Linked DNA regions of Pan troglodytes: region 2 is linked to region 1. A link is a contact called in public HiChIP or PLAC-seq data. All regions are on one chromosome and are shown on one strand. The core of a region is the stretch at or near the end of the contact, and the rest is flanking DNA. Distances in the headings are between cores, read along the strand shown.

Region 1 (3,031 bases), core at 303-2,802:
AAGCCCAGGGCTTCACATGTGACCAAGACTCAGTGGGCGAGGGTCAGACTCCAGAGGGGGGCACCAAGACTCAGGCACAGTGGTGACAGCAGCACCAAGGGACAAGCACAGGAGAAAGACGCCTCCCCTACAAAGCCTGATGAGGGTGGTCAGCAAGTCTACCCTGCATTTCTTTGTGTGTGTGTGTGCGTGAGACGGAGTTTCACTCTCTCTTCCAGGCTGGAGTGCAGTGGCGTGATCTTGGCTCACTGCAACCTCCACCTGCCTCCCAGACTCAAGCGATTCTCTCGTCTCAGCCTCCCAAGTAGCTGGGACCACAGGTGTGCACCGCCATGTCCGGCGAATTAAAAAGATAAGAGAGCCAGGCGCGGTGGCTCACGCCTGTAACCTCAGCACTTTGGGAGGTCGAGGCGGGTGGATCACCTGAGGTCAGGAGTTCCAGACCAGCCTGGCCAACATGGCGAAATCCCATCTCTACTGAAAATACAAAAATTAGCCGGGCGTGGTGGCACACGCCTGTAGTCCCAGCTACTCGGGAGGCTGAGACAGGAGAATTGCTGGAGCCCAGGAGGCGGAGGTTGCAGTGAGCCGAGATCGCGCCACTGCACTCCAACCTGGGCGACAGAGCGAGACTCCGTCTCAAAAAAGAAAAATAAGATAAAATAAATTTCTGGAGATCAGGGTCTCCCCAGGTTGTCCAGGCTGGTCTCGACCTCCTGGGCTCAAGCAAGCCTCTCGCCTCGGCCTCCCAAACTGCTGGGATTACAGATGTCAGCCGCCGCGCCCGCCCGTCCTGCAGCGAGGTTTGCAGGACATGGGGTGGGCCTGGGGGCAGAGACGGGAAAATAGGGCGGAGGCCAAGGGCTTTACTGCGGGTGACAAGACGCCTGCGACCCGCCAGGCCACCTAGAATCCCCAGGACACCACTGGTTTGAAGCCCAACTCCGTTCTCTTCCCCAGACTTCAGGGGATAACGTTCTCCCGAAAGCAGATCACAGAGCGGGGCTGGAGAAGCCGGGCCTGAAGCTGCTCATGGGGCGCTGGCCTCAGGCAGCGCTGCGCCTCCCGCCCCGGCGCGCACCCCAGGGCGGACTCAGCCCCCAGCCCCGGCCCGCACCCCACGGCGGACTCAGCCCCTAGCCCCGGCCCGCGCCTCACCCCTCGGTGTACTCGGCCTGCAGCAGCCCCAGGTAAGCCTCCCACTTGTTGCCGACGATCTTGCCACAAGTGAAGCAGCGTACAGGGATGATCATGGCGGCGGCGCGTCCCAGACTGCCCGGCCCGGCCCGGCCGCACGCGAAGAACCCCCCCAGGCCCCGCCCCGGGCGCGTCCACTGTCGCGGGAGGATCGGCTCCGCTCGTTCTCCGCTGCTCCGGCCGTCCCTCCACCGGCCCCGGCACCGCTGGCCGCAGTTTCCGCCGCGATGGGGGCTTCCCGTGCGTCCCGGGGCTCCTGGGCCTGTGCGTCCCGGGGCTCCCGGGCCCGCGCGGCCGCGGCAGCAGCAGACCGCACACCCCCGCCCACCGTCTTGGTGCATCCCGGCGCTACGGCGTCTGAGCAGGGCCGTAAAGCTGCGGCGGCGGTTCGCGTTTCTCGTGTCCGCTTGACTGACAGCTGCGCGGCGGGAGCGGGCGGCGCGAGCGGGAGGCGGCGGCAGGTACTGCGCCTGGGGGTTGTGGGGGCGTGCGGCCAGGGTCCCGTGGCCGGAGGTGTCCGACCGGGAGCGGCTGGAGCCGGACGCGAGCGGGGCGCGCGAGTTCGAGCCCAGAGCCGACACGCAGCAACAAGTGGGGTCCGGCGCGGGGGCTCGGGGAGAGGGCGGGCGGGGGCCGGGGCGGGTCTTCCTGCCGCCCCTCCTGGCTTCGCCGAGTAGTGGGTTCCTCCGCCTCGGCCTCTGCCCGCGGGGTGTCCGGGGCTCTCGGCGCTGAGTTCGGGGGTCCCATTCTGGACGCGGCCCAGCCCCTAGGGGCGCCGCCCTGGCCTCAGCTGCGCAATTACGGCCCCCGCCGGCAGCTCCCCGCCCCGGGCCCCTGTCCGCGTTCTTTCCGCTCTTTCCCGGGAATGTGGTCGGGGTGCGCCCTCCCGGGTCCCGGCTCTGCTGGCTGCTCGCCGTCCCGAGCTCCCGACGCTCAGACGCGCCTCTGAGCACGGGGAGAGGGGACCCGGGAGGGAGGTCGGGGAGGGCGTCGTGAAAGAGGTGCTCTTTGAGCTGAACCTGGAAGACCCCGGCACAGGGGATCCCTGGGCAGACTCCCGGAGGCTGCACTGGCAGGACCCGCTGAAGGCCTAAGCTCTGGCTTGCCCTGGAGCTCAGGGCCTACGGAGGACGAGGGACGAGGAGCCCGTGTCTCTCGGATGGAGTGCGGGGGTGCTGGCACCAGCACCCTTCTTGCTGTGCCCCTGGGGTGGGGGTGAGGAAATGGGGGGTCGGTGTGCAGTGAGAGGCAAAGAAGGTCCCTTGGAGGTGCGAGGTGGGCTGTGGGGGGTGGGTGGGCCGCAAAGCGGCACCCATGGGGGGCTCTGGGCTGGTTTGCCGGCCTGGGGCTTCTGGCTGGGGTGGGACCTGTGTTGGGTTCCAGGCATCAGCTGCCGTTTTCTCAGGGCAATGCTGCGTCTGTCTTAGTTGCAGAGGAGGAGGACGAAGGGTTTTCTGGGTCCGGAGTGGTGCTGGCCAGATCCACTGCACGCTTGGGGTTTCCGCTCCCACCCTGGCCAGGGCCCTGGGCAGCTTCCCCAGTGGCATTTGCCATACCCCACCCAGCCACGTGCGGAGCCACGAGCCGAGGCCACTTCCCTTCCCTGACCCCCTCCCCCCAGGATGAGTGGACGCACATCCTGCTCTGGGCAGAAGGGCAGGACAGGGGCCCTGAGTAACGGTGGCCTGGGGTCAGAGCCAGGTTCAGCTGCGAGGCTGCTGGTGGCTGTGGAGGTGAGGGGGGCAGGGGGGTCCCGGATGTTAGCAGGGTGGGCCCTGGGGAGTGGGTGGGGGCCTGGAGGCTTCTTGGAGGAGGGTCCAGGGCCTGTCCCGCC
Region 2 (3,031 bases), core at 315-2,814, 220 kb after region 1:
GAGAACACACCCCAGCCCCATGGTCCACCCGCCCGCAGTCCCTATTGCTGCCTCCTGGCTCTGGTTTCCCTGCTCGTGGGGCTGGGCAGCATTGCTGCAACTCTTGATTCGCTTTCCTGGGGCCACCATAACCAAGCAGCACAACCCGGGAGATGGCTCAGAGTCTCTCTGCGTCCTGGGAGCCTGAGATCCAGGAGTGGGTGGGATGGAGAATGGTTCTCCCTGGGTCACTCTGGAGGACCTCTTAAGGTGGACTTCTTAAGGGAGCCCCAGCTCCCACCTTGCCAAAGAGCCTCCGAGCCACACCTGCCTCCCCCAGGCCTCCAGTTGGTGCCCACATGCAGCCCCCACCGTGGGGTCACCCTGGGGTAAGGGTCTCTCCTCCCCTGCTAACCTTCTGCTGGGTCTTGGCATCCCTGGGATGAACCCTCCTGGCCTGGACCTTGCCGGCCCACATCAACCCCCAGCCCTCTGCTCCTTGGCCTCACCCACAGCCTGCAGAATGTAGGTGAGTTTCCTGGTGATAATATAATAATAGCAATGATGATGATGATGATGATGGCAATAACAATGATGACAGTCAACACTGCCACGTGCCGGGCTCTGGCCCTTTGCATGTCTGGGCCGGCTGTACAAGGCACTGCTGGGGCTCCCGGGCTGGGAGCCAGGGACAGGCACCGTCACAGCAGCCAAGGGGCCCCCCTACCACCCCAGCACCTGCTGGCCCTGAACCAGCTGCTCCTTGAGAACTTTGACTGACTCTTCCACTTGGCAGCATTTTAATCTGCTGGTGCAAGAGCCTTGTCGCTTCCTCAAAGCCTGTGCCCATGGCCGTGGGCAGCTGCCTGTCCCTGTGTAGGCAGAGCTGCGTCATGCCCTGTGGCCCCAGGTCTGGCTCTGGGGTTCTGGCTGGGCGGGGCCTGGAACCTTCTGGGAGTCACCATTGACTGGCTGCAGCCACCGGCTTCCCAGCAAGGATGTCCCCTTCTGTAGGAAAATGGGGACGTCGGGAGCATTCTCTGGACAGCAGGAGATGCATGTCGACAAGCTGGCCCTGCCTCTTCCCACTCCAGAGTGGTGAGTGGGGATTCTGGGGACTTCCCCGGCCCCCATGGGTCTTGCGTGTCCTGGTGCCCATGTGCCTCCAGTCCCAGGGTTGGCCACGGTGTGGACCCCTCCACTTTCCTCCAGGCCTGAGGTGGGACCCAGGTGGCCTGTCAAAGAAGAGCCCAGCCCAGACCCTCCCCCGACCCCTGGGGGAAGGAGGCCACCAGGCACCCCGCCTTCCTGCTGCCTATCAGGGTGAATCTCAGGGGACCCTGGTGCAGGAGGGGCTGGCTTTGAGCTGGACAGGCCTCTGGGGTTGCTCTGGTGGCCTTCCCTCTCTCTGGGTCAGACGTGCCCAGGCAGGGAGCGTCCAGGCCATGACAGAGCCGGGCCAGCTGGGGACAGGGCATCCCCCAGTGCAATCCTTGTAGCGAACGGGTCCTAGAGTGCAGCTGGCGGGACACTCCCGCCATCACTGGATTTACTGCAGGTGGAGACGGGTTCTGTGCCCACGTAGATGAGGAAACAGGCACAGAGAGGGGGCGGCCTGCCCAAGGTCACCGGGGAGGGAGTGGAGAGGCTGGATGCCCTTGGGCCCAGACTGCAGCCTCCCCTCCCCGATGTGCTGCGGCCCCAGTGTCCTGGGCCCCACGTGGCGCCTGAGCCCACAGGTGTCACCAAAGGTCTGAGTTGCGGGGACAAAGGCGGGGACAGGCCCGAGGTGCGGGGACAAAGGCGGGGACAGGCAACCCCTGCGGTTCGAGGGGTAGGAGGCCACACATCAGTCCCTGGGAGGGCAGGCAGGAGGTGGGCCCAGCGGGGCTGGGAAATGAGGGGCCAGTGCCCCTCGCTCACTGCAGGGGATGTGAGAGGGCGAGTGGTCGCTCAGCCACACCCACACCCGTGTGTACAGGACCCACGCCCGCCCGCCTTGCTGTCGCGCCTGTGCACGGCTCACACTCGGGCTCACACAGCTTCTCCCATTATTGAGGCGCTGCCGGGCCCTGCAGGACTCAGATTGTCCTGTGCAACTTGGCAGGGTCACCCTCACGCCTGCCCGGTGGCCCCACCTGCCCCACCTGCCCAGCTTCTCTCGCCTCTCAGTGCTGTCTGTCCCAGAGCCTCCCATCAATGGGGCCAGAGGGCTCTGGCCCGGCTGTGGGCTGACTGTTCTCCCCAAGATGCCTGAGAGCCACCCGGGCACCGGACTTGCCAACATGCAGGCACACGCAGGCACACACCTGGACCACACGGCCCTGAGCACACGCCTTGCCCAGCCCTCCTCCGGGCTGTGGTGCGGGTGCCAGGTGCCACCTGCTGGCGGGCTACAGCATCACGGCTCTCGCCCTCCGGAGCCTTCCATGGTGCCACACCAGCCTCTGGTCTGGCTGCAGACGGCTTGGGCTGGGCAGGGAAGCTTCCGCTGTCAGGGAGCCTGGGACCACAGACTTTGCTCCAAGCGCCCTGGGTGGGTAGAGGCCAGGTCCAGTATGAGGAGCCCTGGTTCCCTGAGGTAGATGGAGCCAGGCAGAAGTTGAGTAGACATGGGGGCTGCAGCCCTGGCCCCACTGCCCGACTCTCTCTCTGCATTTCAGGAGCTGGCAAGATCCAAGGGGGTCCCCAAGGCCCTGAGGCTGCACTGAGCACCCCTTTCCTGCCCATTTTCAGATGCAGCGGTGTCCTGGACCCCTGGGGAGAGGTGACCCCCCACCAGCAGGAAGCTGGGCCTGGTTTCTGTCCCTCTGCAGCCACAAGGCCTGGCCAGGATGCTGGGAGCACCACACCCTGGAGACTCAGCTCTCCAAGGACTCAGTGGGCCCCCGGCCCCCTGGACTCCCACCCAGACACCATCTCAACCCAGGTCTGTCTGCATCTCCCCGTCACTGCCCTGGGTTCTCCACTCCTGGACCCGACCCTGGTCCTGGGGCAGTGTCCCAGCTGCTGTGTCCCAGGCCCCCCATCCACTGACCTTGGCCCACCTTCT

The links. HiChIP or PLAC-seq counts read pairs in DNA pulled down with a chosen protein or histone mark.
Region 2: an H3K4me3 HiChIP or PLAC-seq map of stem cell-derived excitatory neurons shows a contact between it and region 1, with 4 times the contacts expected there. The contact joins the promoter of LINC02688 here to the promoter of TSPAN4 in region 1. A contact is called at or near these places in 3 of 7 Hi-C or Micro-C datasets (blood, a lymphoblastoid cell line and stem cell-derived neural progenitor cells) and 1 of 1 datasets of contacts at active chromatin or transcription factors (stem cell-derived excitatory neurons).

The regions. Positions count from the first base shown.
Region 1 is chr9:5,074,194-5,077,224 of NHGRI_mPanTro3-v2.0_pri, forward strand. It overlaps TSPAN4 (tetraspanin 4), which reads left to right and starts at 1,553. Exons shown (of 9, transcript XM_016920068.4): 1 at 1,553-1,658. POLR2L (RNA polymerase II, I and III subunit L) reads right to left here and starts at 1,317. Exons shown (of 2, transcript XM_009459661.3): 1 at 1,159-1,317. The coding sequence starts at 1,253.
Region 2 is chr9:5,296,707-5,299,737 of NHGRI_mPanTro3-v2.0_pri, forward strand. LINC02688 (long intergenic non-protein coding RNA 2688) reads left to right here and starts at 1,565. Exons shown (of 4, transcript XR_010147407.1): 1 at 1,565-1,730; 2 at 2,238-2,908.